Regions from separate parts of the Anser cygnoides genome. Here region 1 is linked to region 2. A link is a contact called in public Hi-C data. All regions are on one chromosome and are shown on one strand. The core of a region is the stretch at or near the end of the contact, and the rest is flanking DNA. Distances in the headings are between cores, read along the strand shown.

Region 1 (7,841 bases), core at 3,063-5,562, 490 kb before region 2:
CTCTCTGATACAAGCAAGTTTTGCTATTAGAGCTTTCCTCAATAATGGCAATTTCTGATCTGAGTCAGATCATTCAAAGATAGCACTGCTTCCGAGAACAGTACAGCAGCATAACAGAGATTAAAACCTCTTCATTAAGCCACATTATTCTCTTAACTTCATAAGGAATAGATAAAACTGAAAACAAAACACTCTTAACTGATGTCCTTAGCAGGCAGTGTCACATGAAATTAAACTCCTGGTTAATGAACAACCTCTTTCCTTTCTTTCCCATGTCATTTCCAAAGTTACACAGTAGAAGCGTTACAGGTTTGCGTATTGTGTAGGATTATTTAACATGGTACTTGAAAAAATTTAAATCAATCAGCTTATGCTATAATACCAGTCAAATTAGGACAAAGGTTCAAAAAGCAGAAAACAGAAAAATTAAGATGTGTACACTTCTTAGAGTTTCTTAGATAAATGAGAGATGTAGAAAAAAGTATAAAGGTGAATTTAGACAATTCAGTTTTTAGAAAAGGAGAACTTTGGTTTTGTCAGTGGAATGGAGAAAGTTGTTAGCTGCAGTACTCGGTACATAAGACACCTGAAATGTTTTACCAAATGGTTGCCAAGATGCGTAGAAAGACAGATACTGATTTCCAATAAACCAAAAATGTACTGCATTTTATCATTTTTTCCATTCCTATTATAAAAGAGGAGAGAGAAAAGAATCCGAGATGTGAATCTTAACAGAATGAAACATCTCGACTTTATTTTAGGATGGCTTCGATACTGCCAATTTTAATGTCATTTATGACCTCCTAAGGGTGCTTTTTCTGAAGCAAAGAAAGACAGGCTTGACTTAGACTTTCTATGAAATACAAAATCAGATCTACAAAATTGCAGTCTTGTGTCATTTCATGAAAACTTTAATGATTTAGCTCAACGGCACAAGACTGGCTCCCAAATTACTGAGGGCTTCTGGAAGACAATGAGGAACTTTTGTAATGCACTTCAAAGGCTTCAGTTCATGCGTGAGTTAATAGGTGAGACAATACGTAGTAGTTTGAATGTTAGACATCTGTCAGATACGCATTTTTTTAAAATTATAGTCATAATTAAACCTAATTGAACAGTTACACTGAAATGAGCTGACAGTGAAGAGTTCTGACAGAGGAGTGTCCCAGGCTTGGAGACTGCACAAGCTATGGCCCACTTTTTGAAGCATCCTGTACACAGGTAGATGCCACAGAAAGCACCACTGTCTCCTCTGAATCAGTAGGCTCCATACAGAAACGGCAGCCACTCTTGTAAAAGGTACTTCTTGTCTCAATCCATGTCCCTTATTCTGTAATCAGCAAATGCTGTGTGGGAAGAGAAGAGGCGCGCGCTAACAGGAAAGCATAGTTGTACAGAACAGCAGTCACCGCAGGCTTCAGGTCTGAGGTTGTGGTTAACTTGCTATAAATACACTGTGATTTTTACGTGCATGCTTTTTAACTTTGTTCACTTATACAAGCTTGTTGAAAACATATTTCTAGACTTGGGCTTTACTTTGATTCTTCTGGAACTTTATATGCTAGAATCAAACAAAATATAACTTTTTTTTTTTATTTAAACTACAAACCAGACTTAATAAGGACTTACCAAGGCCCAACTTCTTTTCTCTGGGTCTTAAAAGCTGCAGGATACATTAAAATACAAATAAATTAATTGAGGAACAGTTCTAAATTACTTTTAGTGACATCTTAAAATTCCATATTTTCAGTATAAGAACATCTTAAAAGCTCCTTTTCACTTTTAGAAATGTTAATACACAAAAATAAATTAATCTGACAAAATGTAAGAGAAACAAACCATTATTTTAAACAGGTATTTGATCAGGTCACATTTAAAAACAAACTCCTTATAAGCTTTACTTGTATTTCTGCAGTAAAAAAAAATAATAATTAAAAGTACCATCTCTGTAATTAAAGGATTTCCTCAAATTCCACTATCAAACGCATACGTATGAATTGAAACAAAGGCCTCCCCAGTACCATTAATTTAGGGAATGGAAAACACTAACAGTGAATATTTTAGCAAGTTCCCCAGCATGATTTAATATACTTTTAGTACTGAATATAAAATTTCAAGATTTTCATGTGCATACAAGGTATAACCCATGGATACTGACTTTTAGATCTTGACTAATTTTGTTACCTTATCTGAGAGGTTATAAGTAATGTGAGTCAGAGGCAAGGGAATTGAGGAACTAGTAATCATTAGTCCTTCTAATAATTCATTATTTTGAATTTTGCTCCCCCCCCATCTTTTTCTTTAATAGTCAAAGTTGAATAATAGTTCTTTAATAGTAAAAGTTTAGAAAAAAAAAAAAAATCACTTCAATGCCTTGTCTACTCCCTAGAATGCACTGTCCTCTGGAGCTATCTACATACCACATTCAGTAAACATAACTCACTAAACAAGAAGCCCCATTACATTATTTGGATGGAACCCCCTGAGGACAAATCAGAACACTGAATTTGCTTGGGGAAAAAACAAACAAACAAACAAAAACCCAACAACAAATACTTTTAAAAACTTTACAATCACACAGTAATAGATTGGAAAAGAGTCTGACACTGCTTACAGCATAAAACTCTGTCAAACTCAAAGTTGAGTTTTTACACTCTTCTGTGATAAAGCTTTTATCCCCCCAAAAAACTGGCTTTAATGATGCACAAAGAATAAGTAAATGACAATATCTTGTTATATATAATTGATGGCTCTATATTAATATAATAGAAAGGAAACAACCAAACATTACTCTTGTTATTGAGAAATGCAACCAGACATTAAAAATAAATCCCACGGCCAACTAGCTTCCCATTTTTTAATTTTCCAATTCCTGCAGCCACAGAAAGTGAAACACAGCTGTATCCAAACCTCACCTTTCCCTCAGGCGTGCACAAAGTACCAACCAAACACCGTTCATTATCCAGTAGCACACGGCAACGCACAAAGTACTGAGAACCTTTGTAAGCATTAATTTATGATTGTGCGTATGAGTTCATAATGCTAGTAAGCAGCTGCAGGACTGTTGCAGTTTTACCTTTGCTAAAGTGGAATGCAAAGCTTAAGTAACTTGTTTTTAAAACAAGTAACTTTATAACCTTGTTTAAGGAGGTAAGGAAAGTCAGTGCAGGATCCAGGGACTCTAATTCGAGTTCTTGAAAAATGTCAAGTGCTTTCCTATACAAAAAAAGAAAAACCAAACAAAGCATGCAACTCACTATTTTATCTGACCCATATATCTTTTCCAGTTGTTTAGCAACTTCCTGCGTCCCGTCCGGGCTTCCATCATCAATGATGATAATTTCAAAGTTGTATCCACTGAAACGAGAATTATTTTTAGGCGAACAAGGGGAAAGTCCGGTTTCGCTGCCTACCCCGCCCTGTAAGGCACGACACAGAGCGGAGCAGGGGGCGATTTCCCAACGGAGGCTCCCGCGGTGGTTCTTACTGGGACCGGGAGCCTGCGCTCACTGGGGTGAGTCAGCGTTACGCCTCAAGCCGCGGTGCCTTGCGCCACAGCACTCGGCAGCAATAAAAACCCCCTACGGCCCTCGGCGCCCCCGGCACCCCCCGTACCTCTCCTGGAAGGCGCGCACGAGCAGCCAGACGACGAGCGGCAGGTTGTGGCGCTCCTCGTACGTGGGCAGCAGCACCGACACCTTCCTGGGCCCCGCCGCCATGTCGCGGCGCTGCCCGCAGCCGGCCCGCCCGGCCAATCGGCGCCGGCCGGAAGCGACCGGCCGGAAGCGGAAGCGGCCCCGGGCCGCCATTTTGACCAGCATGGCGGGCGGAGAGGAGGCGGTGCGGCTGGGCGCCGAGATCGAGCGGCGGGAGCGGGAGCTGCGGGGCCTGCGGGAGCGGCTGGCCGACGTCCTGGCACGGGAGAGCGGTGGGGATGCTGAGGAGGGGTCCGCTGGTGTAACCGCCGCCGCTTTCCCCGCCGAGCTCCCTCCCCTGCCCGGCCAGGCCTCGCTGAGCGCCGCCGCCATCCTGCGGTACAGCCGGCAGCTGGTGCTGCCCGAGCTGGGCGTGCGGGGGCAGCTGCGCCTCGCCCGCTGCTCCGTGCTCGTGGTGGGCTGCGGAGGGCTGGGCTGCCCCCTCGCGCAGTACCTGGCTGCGGCCGGCATCGGCCGCTTGGGGCTGGTGGATCACGACGTGGTGGAGACCAGCAACCTGCACCGGCAGGTGCTGCACGGGGAGGCCCGCCGGGGGCTCCCCAAGGCCGTGTCTGCCGCGGCGGCCCTGCGGCTGCTCAATTCCACGGTACATTATGTGCCCTATTGCGGCGCCCTGAGCCCGAGCACCGCCCTGGAGCTGGTGCGGCAGTACGACGTGGTGGCCGACTGCTCCGACAACGTCCCCACCAGGTACCTGGTGAACGACGCCTGTGTCCTGGCTGGGAAGCCCCTGGTGTCCGGCAGTGCCCTCCGGCTGGAGGGGCAGCTAGTGGTGTACAACTACCAAGGGGGACCCTGCTACCGGTGTCTCTTCCCCAAGCCCCCCCCTCCAGAGACGGTGACAAACTGTGCGGATGGAGGGGTGCTGGGTGTCGTGCCGGGCATCATGGGGTGCATTCAGGCCTTGGAAGTGTTGAAGATAGCCTCTGGAATGGGTTCCTCCTTCAATCAGTTCATGCTGATGTTTGATGCTCGGGAAGGGAAATTTCGCAACATCAAGTTAAGACCAAAGAAAGCAGACTGTGCCGTTTGTGGGGACAACCCGTCTGTCACTCGCCTTCAGGATTATGAGGCGTTTTGTGGTTCTTCTGCAACAGACAAATGTAGGACTTTACATCTGCTGTCCAGTAAAGACAGGATATCTGTAGAGGAGTACAAAAAACTGTTGGATGAGCAAATTCCTCATGTATTGTTAGATGTTCGTCCCCAGGTTGAAGTGGATATCTGTCGCCTGGCACATGCTGTCCACATTCCTTTGAGTAAATTAGAGGAAAAAAGTGAAGAATATTTGGAATACTTAGAGAAACGAATTTGTGAAGAAAAGCAGAGAACTAATGGCCAGACATCTTTTCCTGTATATGTTGTTTGCAAATTAGGAAATGACTCCCAGAAGGCTGTAAGAATTATTCAGGAGTTACCTGTCAAAGAATATGGTCCTGTATTAGCTAAGGATATTAAAGGGGGCCTCATGGCTTGGGCCAGTAAAATTGACCCAACATTTCCTCAGTACTAGAAATCTAAATGGCAAAAAAAAAAAAAGGATATTCACAGTAAATGCATGGGGTTTAAATGTCTCTGTGCAGTGTCTATATCATGTAGAGATATAACATGGTATTTCTATCTTCCATGTCTATGATTTTTTAAAATATATATTTGTTGGTGTCTGTTTTTATATGAAAACATGAAATACGTGGAAATAAATAATTTTCACTATTAAACAACCAAGAAATTTTGGAATGACTGCTTAATTGTGCAAGTGATAATTGAGAATTACTTCTAATTATTACAGCCTTGAGAATGACCTAGCACAAGAGTCTAGTGTTGAAAGTTTTTACTCATTCTCCTAACTGGCCAACATAAATTGAAATAATACATGTGGTGGGTTTAAAAAAATAACAAAAAAAACAACACAACAATAACTGTTAATCTCTAGCTGGTCAGTAGCACTATTAAACTCATCATAGGGAATTGCCAAGGACAAGTCCACGCTGACAAGACTTTCAGTCAACATCTTCCAGCTTCTTTCAGCAGCACTGTGTATTTAGGAAAGAGAAGTGCTCACTGCGAGTAACAGTCAGGGTAGAACTACTACCAAAGTGACAGAGAAAACCAGACTAAAATCTGTTGTCAGATTTTCTTTAGAGCCAAAGGCAGACCTAAGATTCTGTGGTATTTCTACAGGGTGCTCTTAAGCTTTGGTGACTCCTCACTAGCTTAGGTAGGAAAGCCAAAGCTGAAGGGTTTTTCAAGATGTGCTTGAATGTGACCACCAAGTGTAGTTTACGTGTAGTTCCTGTATAATTGACCACTTCATTCCTTTCATACCATGATCTTTACAGGCCTAGTTTTCTCTGGATTTTGGTAATTTTGATAATAGTGCCCACAGTCTTAAGAAATTGAGTACGTGATGTATTTGAGTAAAATCAGTTTTTGTGTAATTGGAATATTAAATACCATGAAGGTTAGTCTGTGACTAGGGAGTTTCAGGTGTATTTGAGGTACTTACATACCTGTCAAGAACCTCAAACGCCAGCCATCCTCATCTGTGGGCTGGCAACAAGTGTTTGCTTCAGCTTGTACAGCAAAAGTGAAGTTATGCCATAGTAATTATCTTATTAATAAATATGTGGGTTTCCTTAAATTTCTAAGGAGGAAAACAGCACTTGTCATGACTAACCTTTGCATTATATGAGAGCGAAAAAAAATACTACTGATAATTTGGTCATACCTTCTTTTATTTTAAAGTGGCTTACTACAATTTGGCACAGGAATTGAACAGGAAACAACTTCCTGTTGGATATTTAGGATAATGACAAGTGGTTGCAGCGTTTGTTCGGAATTGCTGCCTTTGAATCCCCATGTAGGTCTGTGGGAGAGCTTTATGGTTCAGGTACAGACTTAAGTATCTAAACTTGTTTTGTCCTGGGACATGGTTGTTATTTCAAAGCAGAGTAAATCAAGCTGGTCTAGCTTTCAGGGAAGTCTAAAAAGTATTTCATATAAAGCATTGATGTGTCCTGATAAGCTAAAAGCCTTATTTTGGTGGCAGGAGCCTCTCGTCTCAAAACTCCAACAAATTCAGTACTGATCTAAAACTGAAATGTATAAGTAAAAATAAAACTAATAATATTGTTAGACAAATCTTTAAGGGACTATGTCCGAAAGAAGTTCTCAGAGTTCATGTACTGGAATTTTAGGTGTGTGAACACCTAGCATATTCTTATGCTATTTGCAAGCATAATTTTGAGTTAAAATTTAACTGTTCAGAACAAAACTATGCACTTGGTGCTTGAAATACTGCAAGCACAAGTTTATCTTTTTTCTTTTTTAATATGAAAGTCCTAAGCTGTCGTTTGTAAAAACTATATAAAAAAAATTTTAAGGGTGTTTGCTAGGTGGCACTGCAAGTTAGTAAAACGAATCATTCCCTAGTCTGTAAAGATGCAATTCAACCTTAGTAAGAGCCGAGGCGCATTTGTAGCAATACAAAGTTATACATTTCTTTTGAAAAAAGACCAATGAATTTCTTTGGAAAACAAGAACTGAACTTGCAGACCTGATGCATCAGAACAAGACCATCTGATGTGTCTGTGCCTGGAGCTCAGAAACGCTCCTGTGGTAATAAAACTGGATTGTGAGCCTTAGTGTCCCACATAGTGCTGTGGGAATATATATTTTTTTTATGTCTGTCTTCAGTGTTTAAAAGCTAAAATAAAAAGAAAAAAGCCTACAGGTGTGTTCAGTACAAATGTACGTGAACTTACTGACAGCAAACCTACATCCTCTGCAGAAACTTCAGATCACAAATCAACAGCTGGCTGTGCCTCTTCTAGCTCTCTAAAAAACGCTGTAAGAAAAGTGATGGAACAAGGGGATCAGAACAAACACATTCATTTGTTTAAAGCTTCTATAACGATAAACATCTTTTAACTCAGGATTTATGTTAACACTTTGAAAGTTTTTCTCTTTATAATCTTCAGCTTCATGTGTGGGATATCTTTTAAGCTTGCATTCCTTTAAATCTGTGATTAAACATCTGCGTTATGCTAGCAGTGTGGAATCTGCCAGACCTCTTGGTCCCTTGATATAAATCAGATGATGTCTTGTGAGGTGGTGGCACTTGCA
Region 2 (7,277 bases), core at 874-3,373:
GTGCAGAAACTAAACACATAAAATAGCTCAGTTTGATAACATTAGCTTGTCCAGTCAGTAAAACCTTTCTAATTACTTTCCATCTCATAAACTACTCCTCTACTCTGTTTTCTTTTCCAGCAAGACTTTTCTTCTTGGCTTCTTATTAATATGGGGGAGTTGGAAGAAGAAAGGCATTTCTCTCCCTTGCTATCCTGCTATCAGATGAAAACTCTGTAAAGACCACATGAGCCATGCTGAGATTCATATGACCCTACGTAGGCCCACTTGTCTCCCTGTTTGAATCCTATCTGACTGCATTGTTAAAACATTCTGCTTCTTCCGAAGCCTGTCCAGGTCTTCCATTAATAAAGTTCTCTTTGGTTTTCAACACTGGCTGTGCTACAGCCCAAAGGAGGGAAAAAAAAATTATATGGCTAGTATTGTCAAAAAGGCATCACGTAAATAAACAAATAAAAAAAATCAAAAAGTTCAGCTTCTTTCAACTATACTGTTTTTAACTATTACTCATAACGGGTAAAACTGTCAGGCAAAGTCGCAGCTTTTAAATCAATTAAACGTTACACCCCAAAAGGGCAGAAGGATATAATTGCCCTCATTTTAAAGATGAGTAAATACGAAGCACAAGAGTGACTCATCCAAAACCCACACTGAGTTGAGGGCTTATAATACAAAAATTCCTGGAAGTGGGCCCTGAATTCATTTTGCTTCACTGCTCTTTCAGATTTGCTGTCCTAATCTATCTGTACAACTTTAAAATCATGTAATTTGAATTTTAGTAAAATCCCAGACCAAGCTAAAACAAAACTTCACAATATATAGCAGGACAAATCTTCATACATTGAACAAAATTGTAGTTTTATTTACACGTTTGCGGGATCAGGACCTTACTTAAGCCTTTGCATACACAGAAATTTTGAGTAATATTTTTTCTGCCAATTACTTGTGGGAGCAATATTAGGGAATGCAGTGTTCTCACATAAAAGTGCCTGGATTAGAGCCCGACAGCAATTCTGAGTCTGTTTCTCATCAAAAACACTCTTAAAAAATAAAATGCATAGCAATTTGATTACTTTTCCTAAGTATTGACAATTTTAATTAGTTTGCACAACTTGGTTATACAACATGTTAGAGCTATTGTAAGTGAACTCGTATTTCAATTACGTATCTGTTGCCACACCAAAACCGAGGCTGCACACCACTCGTTTTCTTCCTTCCTTTGCACAAATATGTCAACTAATGTGACCAGTTTGTTCACCTTAGTGTGATGGGGACATGTGCAGGGAGCAATGTAACACTGCTTTGCACGAGCAGAGTGCTCTGAAGCACTGCGATACCTGTGATGGTTTGGGTCTCCGAGGTGATGGTTCTGGCCGCAGTTTGTGCCTGTGTCGAGGGCACCGTTTCCTCCGACACAAACTGGACCGTGCTGGTGGCCCCAGCTGCCGCACTTGTGAGCTGGCAACCGCTCTGCTTGTGCGCGACGAAGGCATCGAGGTTGTTGAACTGCTGCTTGCAGATGCCACAGATGTGGATGTCCGGGGTGAGCTCCACCAGCACCGTGGTGCCTCCTGGAACTGGAACGACAGCAGAAGGGGCAGTGATTCCGTGATTCTATGACTCTAAGGAGACCAGCACCCCCGGCACCTGGCGCCCGGGGCCCCCAGGGGCGGAGCTGCCCGCTGCGGCCCATGCCCATGCCCGCGGCCACGTTCCCCGCAGGCCCCGGACCCCCTGGGGGGGCCCTGCCCAGGCCCAGCCCGGGCCCCGCAACCCCTGGGCGCTCACCCAGATTCCCGGGTTCCCCCCCAGCCAGGTTCCCGGGCTCCTCCGCTCCCGCCTCGCTTCTTGCGCTACTCAGGTTTCGGGGCCTGCCCGGGCCCCGGTTCGAGCCGGCTTCCGCCTCGCGGGCCCCGGAGCGCGCATAACCCGCCCGGCGCGCCTCGCCACTTACACTGCACGGGGCCCGGGAACGCCGGCGCCGCCCCCGCCCCGCCGCCGGGGTTCATGGCGATAGCGAGCCCCGCACGCCGCCCCTGCCACCTGCCAAGGGCCTTATTACCGGCGGGGAACCTCCCCCCCCGCGCCTCTCGGCGGCCGAGCGGCGGCGGATGTGGAGGGGCCGAGCATGCTCAGTGGAGGCGGCGAGGTTGCGGCTGCCCTCACCTGCCGCCGCGCTCAGGGCTCCGTCATGTCACCCCTTCACAACAGCGCCGTGCTCGGCTCCTTGGGCTTTTCTTCAGCCCGATCGTTCCTGCCCCCCGTAACGGCCTGCGCTGGCCTCATGAGCCCGGGCTCCGTGCCCTGACGAAGCCGGCAGTGAAGCCTTAGTGCTGAGGCGGCTGCGCTGCGCAGCCGTGTCCATGAGGCAGAGGTGGCTCGTGTGAGCCAGCCCTACCTCCTGGCGAGGCCATCGTCCTGAGCCGGGCTATTTTTGTGTCCGGCAGGGCGTGTGTCAATTTGGAAATGCACATTTGGAAATGAGGCAGGGCAGGTGCTAGAATTACGGTTCAAGGTAGTCTTTCAGTTTTGGCTATCTCACTTCAGTCATGTGCCTAGTCACAGAAACATAGAATATCCCAAGTTGGAAGGGACTTACAAGGATCACGATCCCAAGTTCTGGCTCCACACAGGACCACCCAAAAATCAGGCCCTGTGTCTGACAGTGTTGTCCCAATCATAGAATCATAGTTGGAAGGGACCCACAAGGATCATCGAGTCCAACTCGTGGCTCCATAAAGGGTCTACCCAACAATTCAGACCACATGACAGAGCATAGTCCAAATGCTTTTTAAACTCCGACAGGCTTGGTGCCATGACTACATCCCTGTGGAGCCTGTTACAGTGCCTGACCACCCTCTCAGTGAAAAATGTTTTCCTAACACCAGGCCTGGCCCTCCCCTGTCACAACTCCATGCCTTTCCCTCAGGAGGAAAGTGGTGTCCCCCAGGGGTCGCTATTGGGGCCTATCTTGTTTCCTATCTTTATTGATGACCTAGATGAGGGGATTGAGTGTACCCTCAGTAAGTTTGCAGATGACACCAAGTTGGGAGGTAGTGTTGATCTGCCTGAGGGTAGGGTGGCCCTTCAGAGGGATCTGGATAGGCTGGACTGCTGGGCTGAGGTGAATAGGATGACGTTTAACAAGGCCAAGTGCTGGGTCCTGCACTTTGGCCACGATAACCCCATGCAGCACTATAGGCTTGGGGCAGAGTGGCTAGAAGACTGTGAAGAGGAAAGGGACCTGGGAGTATTGACTGATGCTTGGCTGAACATGAGCCGGCAGTGTGCCCAGGTGGCCAAGAAGGCCAATGGCATCCTGGCCTGTATTAGAAATAGTGTAGACACCAGGAGCAGGGAGGTGATCATCTCCCTGTACTCAGCTCTGGTGAGGCCGCGCCTCGAGTGCTGTGTTAAGTTTTGGGCCCCTCACTACAAGAAAGGACAACAAAACTGGTGAGGGGCCTGGAGCACAAGTCTTATGAGGAGCGGCTGAGGGAGCTGGGGTTGTTTAGTCTGGAGAAGAGGAGGCTCAGGGGAGACCTCATTGCGCTCTGCAACTTCCTGAAGGGAGGTTGTGATGAGGAGGGGGTTGGCCTCTTCTCCCAGATAACTAATAATAGGACTCGAGGAAATGGCCACAAGTTGTGCCTGGGGAGATTTAGATTAGATATCAGGAAAAACTTGTTCTCTCAAAGAGTGGTCAGGCACTGGAACAGCCTGCCCAGGGAGGTGGTGGAGTCACCGTCCCTCGCGGTGTTCAAGAAGCGCCTGGATGAGGTGCTACGAGATGTGATTTAGTAGCTTACTGGTGACAGGAGGACGGTTGGACTAGATGGTTTTGTAGGCCCTTTCCAACTGTTTTTCTATGATTTTTCTGAGGGAGCTGTAGGCCACCATGAGGCCTCTGCTCAGCCTGCTCTGCTCTGGGCTGAACAAACCAAGGGACCTCAGCTGCTCCTCATACGTCCTCTCCTCTAGACCTTTCCCCATCTTTGTAGCTCTCCTATAGTTTCACATCCTTCTTAAACTGTGTTGCCCAAAGCTGCACACAATACACAAAGTGAGGCTGCACCAACGCAGAGTAGAGTGAGGCAGTCACTTCCCTCGACTGGGTAGAAGTGTCGTGCTTCGTGCTCAGTGTTAGTCATCATGCAAAACCATGTACTGCGAGATTGCTGATTGTTAGGACAACACTGCAGTAACTGCTGAGAACCAAACTGGTTGCATGGTTATCATCACAAGAAAACCATCCTTCATGTCTACATCTCCCATTTTACAGGCCGTTTGTCCTCCCCAAGCCCTCACCTGTCCTTCAGTCATGTTCACCCCAAATCTCAAAGACAAACCTAACTTAATATCATTTATACAGCCCAATAAGAATCTGATGCCCACTGAAGTTAGTGGAAAGCCTCTTCATTTGCATGGATTTCTGGATGTAGGCCTAAATGTCCATTATAGGCAGTTGGTGTTCCTTGTACTTAGGGCTGTAGAAAACTTTCCTCTAAGATGACACCATTTTTAGGGGGGGTGGGGTGGGGATGGGGGTAGGGGTGGTGGAGGGGGGTGTTAACTTTTTTTTTTTAAGTTATTACTTTATTTATTTATTTTTCTATTTATTTATTTTTATTTGAAGCATAGCCTTTAGTGGTTTGCTGCAACAAACTGGCTCAGCTGTTTTGGAGTGCCACATTATTGAAATGTTGCTTTGTCCTGTATTAAAAATGCAGTTATTCAAGGAAGACTCACTTCACTGTATGTAAACTAAGTAGAAAATGGAAATTTGGAAGTCACATAGCTTTTAGTTCTGGTAGATTCCTTTTGCTACTTAAATTTCACCAAGCTGAAAGAAACAAAAAAATGTATTTGCTTGTGGTCAGTAAAGGATCAGTGGCAGCTGTAGTCTCTGATGGACACAATCCATCCAGGCATGCTTTGCATCCAGTTCAGGCTCCTGACACCTTCAAACTTGTGTTAGACACCAATGTTTCTTCTGTGCTCTGTGTGCTCCATCTAGCAGTAGGGAGGAAAACACCTGGTGATAAGAGCGTAAAGCTGCTGCAGGAGCAGGGCGGACTAACGGGTAACTGAAGATCACGTAATACAGTTGAAGATAAGTGGGAAAAAAAAACAAGTATTCTGGTATTTCCTTGTGAGTTTGATTTTGCTACTGAACAATTTTATAGCTGTGTGGATGTAGCCGTGTAGACGTAAACGTGTAATGAATACACATTCATTAATAAAATAGTTTGCAGAGGCACTGAACATACCCAGAATTTCAGATGCCAGTTCATATTACAGTTGAAGTTTTATTTTCCTGGGAAAGCGGCGTCCGCTTGACATTTCCGTTGACCCATTTTGCCAAAACAATATAGCACAGACATGGGATTGTTAGGGGGCCAAGATAAGACACAAAAGGTGATAATCCTAGTTCCGGCCTTTGAAACCTGCTAACTGTGTTCAATAGCACATCATAGTGCTGGATGCAAAGATCAAATTTATCTCAGTTCAAGACCTCGCGTATATTTTAATCCAATTTTAAATTTAAATTTTGATAAATACATTAAATACTAAAGAAAAAGGAAGCCAAGTGAACACCACACAATGTGTATTGAACGTGGAACATTACTAGCAGCTTCAAAATTTATTCAGAAACACCTTCTCCCCTGAAATAATAAAAATTAAGGAGTTTACATTGATTCAGGAAATACAGATGGCTTTATGTTAGCATGACTACACAGCCAGTACCTACAAAGTATAGAACAGAAATAGGAATCTGGTCAGTGCTGATGAGACTGTTTTGGGAGTATATCCAAAAGAAATCACAGCTTTGAGTAAGAGCAATCAACCTGAATCTATTTTTCCACAGTGCAGACAGAGCTGTAGAACAGAAAGCTGAATTTTAACTCATTTTGCCTTTTTTTCTAGAACACCATGACCCATTTCCAAAGCTGACAGAGTGACTGCCTGTCTGTCTATCCACCAATTATAGTTGCAGTCACAGGTGTATTTTGGAGTATAGCATAACTTATTTTAATCTATTTCTCCCTTGGTTTAATGCCTTTTCATTAGAATACAAGCCTGCTTGACTTGATTAGAAAAGAATAGTCATTGTGTTTTGTTAAAAGTGAATTTTCACTCATCCAAGGACCTGTAATGACAGTTAGGCAGGCTATGTGCCCCCTTTTGATTGCCAGAACAAATACAGCAGGGTAAGAGCACTGCAGCTGTACTTGCTGATGTACTTGCTGTTTCAGACTGGGTGTCAGGGTAACAGTATTTAATTGATACATGAATGATCTGAGGTTGCACTACATTCAAATACGAATGACTGCATGTCTGGTGTGCTACCAGCTCTTTTAGAAACATTTGCTTCGTTTTTCCGACGGACACTTGAAGAAATACGTTAACTTAAGGGAAAAGATTCAGAGCTAAATATACTGCTAACTGGCATCTGAAAGAGGAATTCCCTCCACCCCCTTCCACCGTTCTTTCCAGCTATCTTGCAGAAAGTGCTTGGTCAGTAGCAAAGCAAACTGCTTAGCTCCCTGTGTTGGCAAGAGCTGAAGGCAATTGGAAGTGCTCAGTCTTGGCTGCTTGTGCATTGTTCTTCCCATCTCTGGTATTTCCCGGAATGCTGCAATACAGCTCGGCTGGGAATTTTCTGACTTTTTTTTTTTTTTTTTTTTCAGTGGGGGAAGAGGAGGTGTGGCCAAATGAACACTTTCCCTACGGCCATTAGAATTTTGGTGATGTCTGTGTTGGGAAGAGTTTTTCAGGTCCATGCAGCTACGTGAGGTTTAAACTAGAGGGGGACAGTCACCTGCGTGAGAATAACCAGTAGCTTGCAATCCTGGTGCCTGTGGTTCAACTCCTTGACCTTTTTTCCCTTAGGGGAATACTAACTGTCCAATCACTCTCTTTGGCCTTTATTTTGCTTTTGTTTTACCTGTATGGTTAGAAGAAGGAGGAGAAAAAAAAACAGTCAATAGGCATTGATGAACATAATACAGACTGTGAAATATTTTAAAAAAAATGCCTAATTTTTCCAAATAACATCTACCATCTGATCCACTGCTGTTTACAAAGAACTCCTGATATATGGCACCTGCAAATATAATTCTGTAAGGACCCACCTCTAAAGATACTGGACTGACCGCTATATCACCTCGTCGCATAAGGCCTTCACAGTGAAATGTTCTCAGGAGCACATGTGGTTGTGCATACCATGACTTGCAGAGATACCAGTTACCTAGTGCACATTTACACTGAGAGCT

What was found. Hi-C and Micro-C count contacts between places; a contact is called where the count stands out from the background.
Region 1: a Hi-C map of liver shows a contact between it and region 2, with 1.7 times the contacts expected there. The contact joins the promoter of DPM1 here to the promoter of ZFP64 in region 2. A contact is called at or near these places in 2 of 7 Hi-C or Micro-C datasets (granulosa cells and liver).

The regions. Positions count from the first base shown.
Region 1 is chr16:8,320,110-8,327,950 of Taihu_goose_T2T_genome, reverse strand. It overlaps DPM1 (dolichyl-phosphate mannosyltransferase subunit 1, catalytic), which reads right to left and starts at 4,312. Exons shown (of 9, transcript XM_013188666.3): 1 at 3,616-4,312; 2 at 3,258-3,357; 3 at 1,630-1,663. The coding sequence starts at 4,166. All of the region lies in intron 2 of LOC125183797 (a long non-coding RNA gene), which reads left to right.
Region 2 is chr16:7,826,995-7,834,271 of Taihu_goose_T2T_genome, reverse strand. It overlaps ZFP64 (ZFP64 zinc finger protein), which reads right to left and starts at 2,123. Exons shown (of 6, transcript XM_048072544.2): 1 at 1,955-2,123; 2 at 1,338-1,577; 3 at 1-9. The coding sequence starts at 2,009.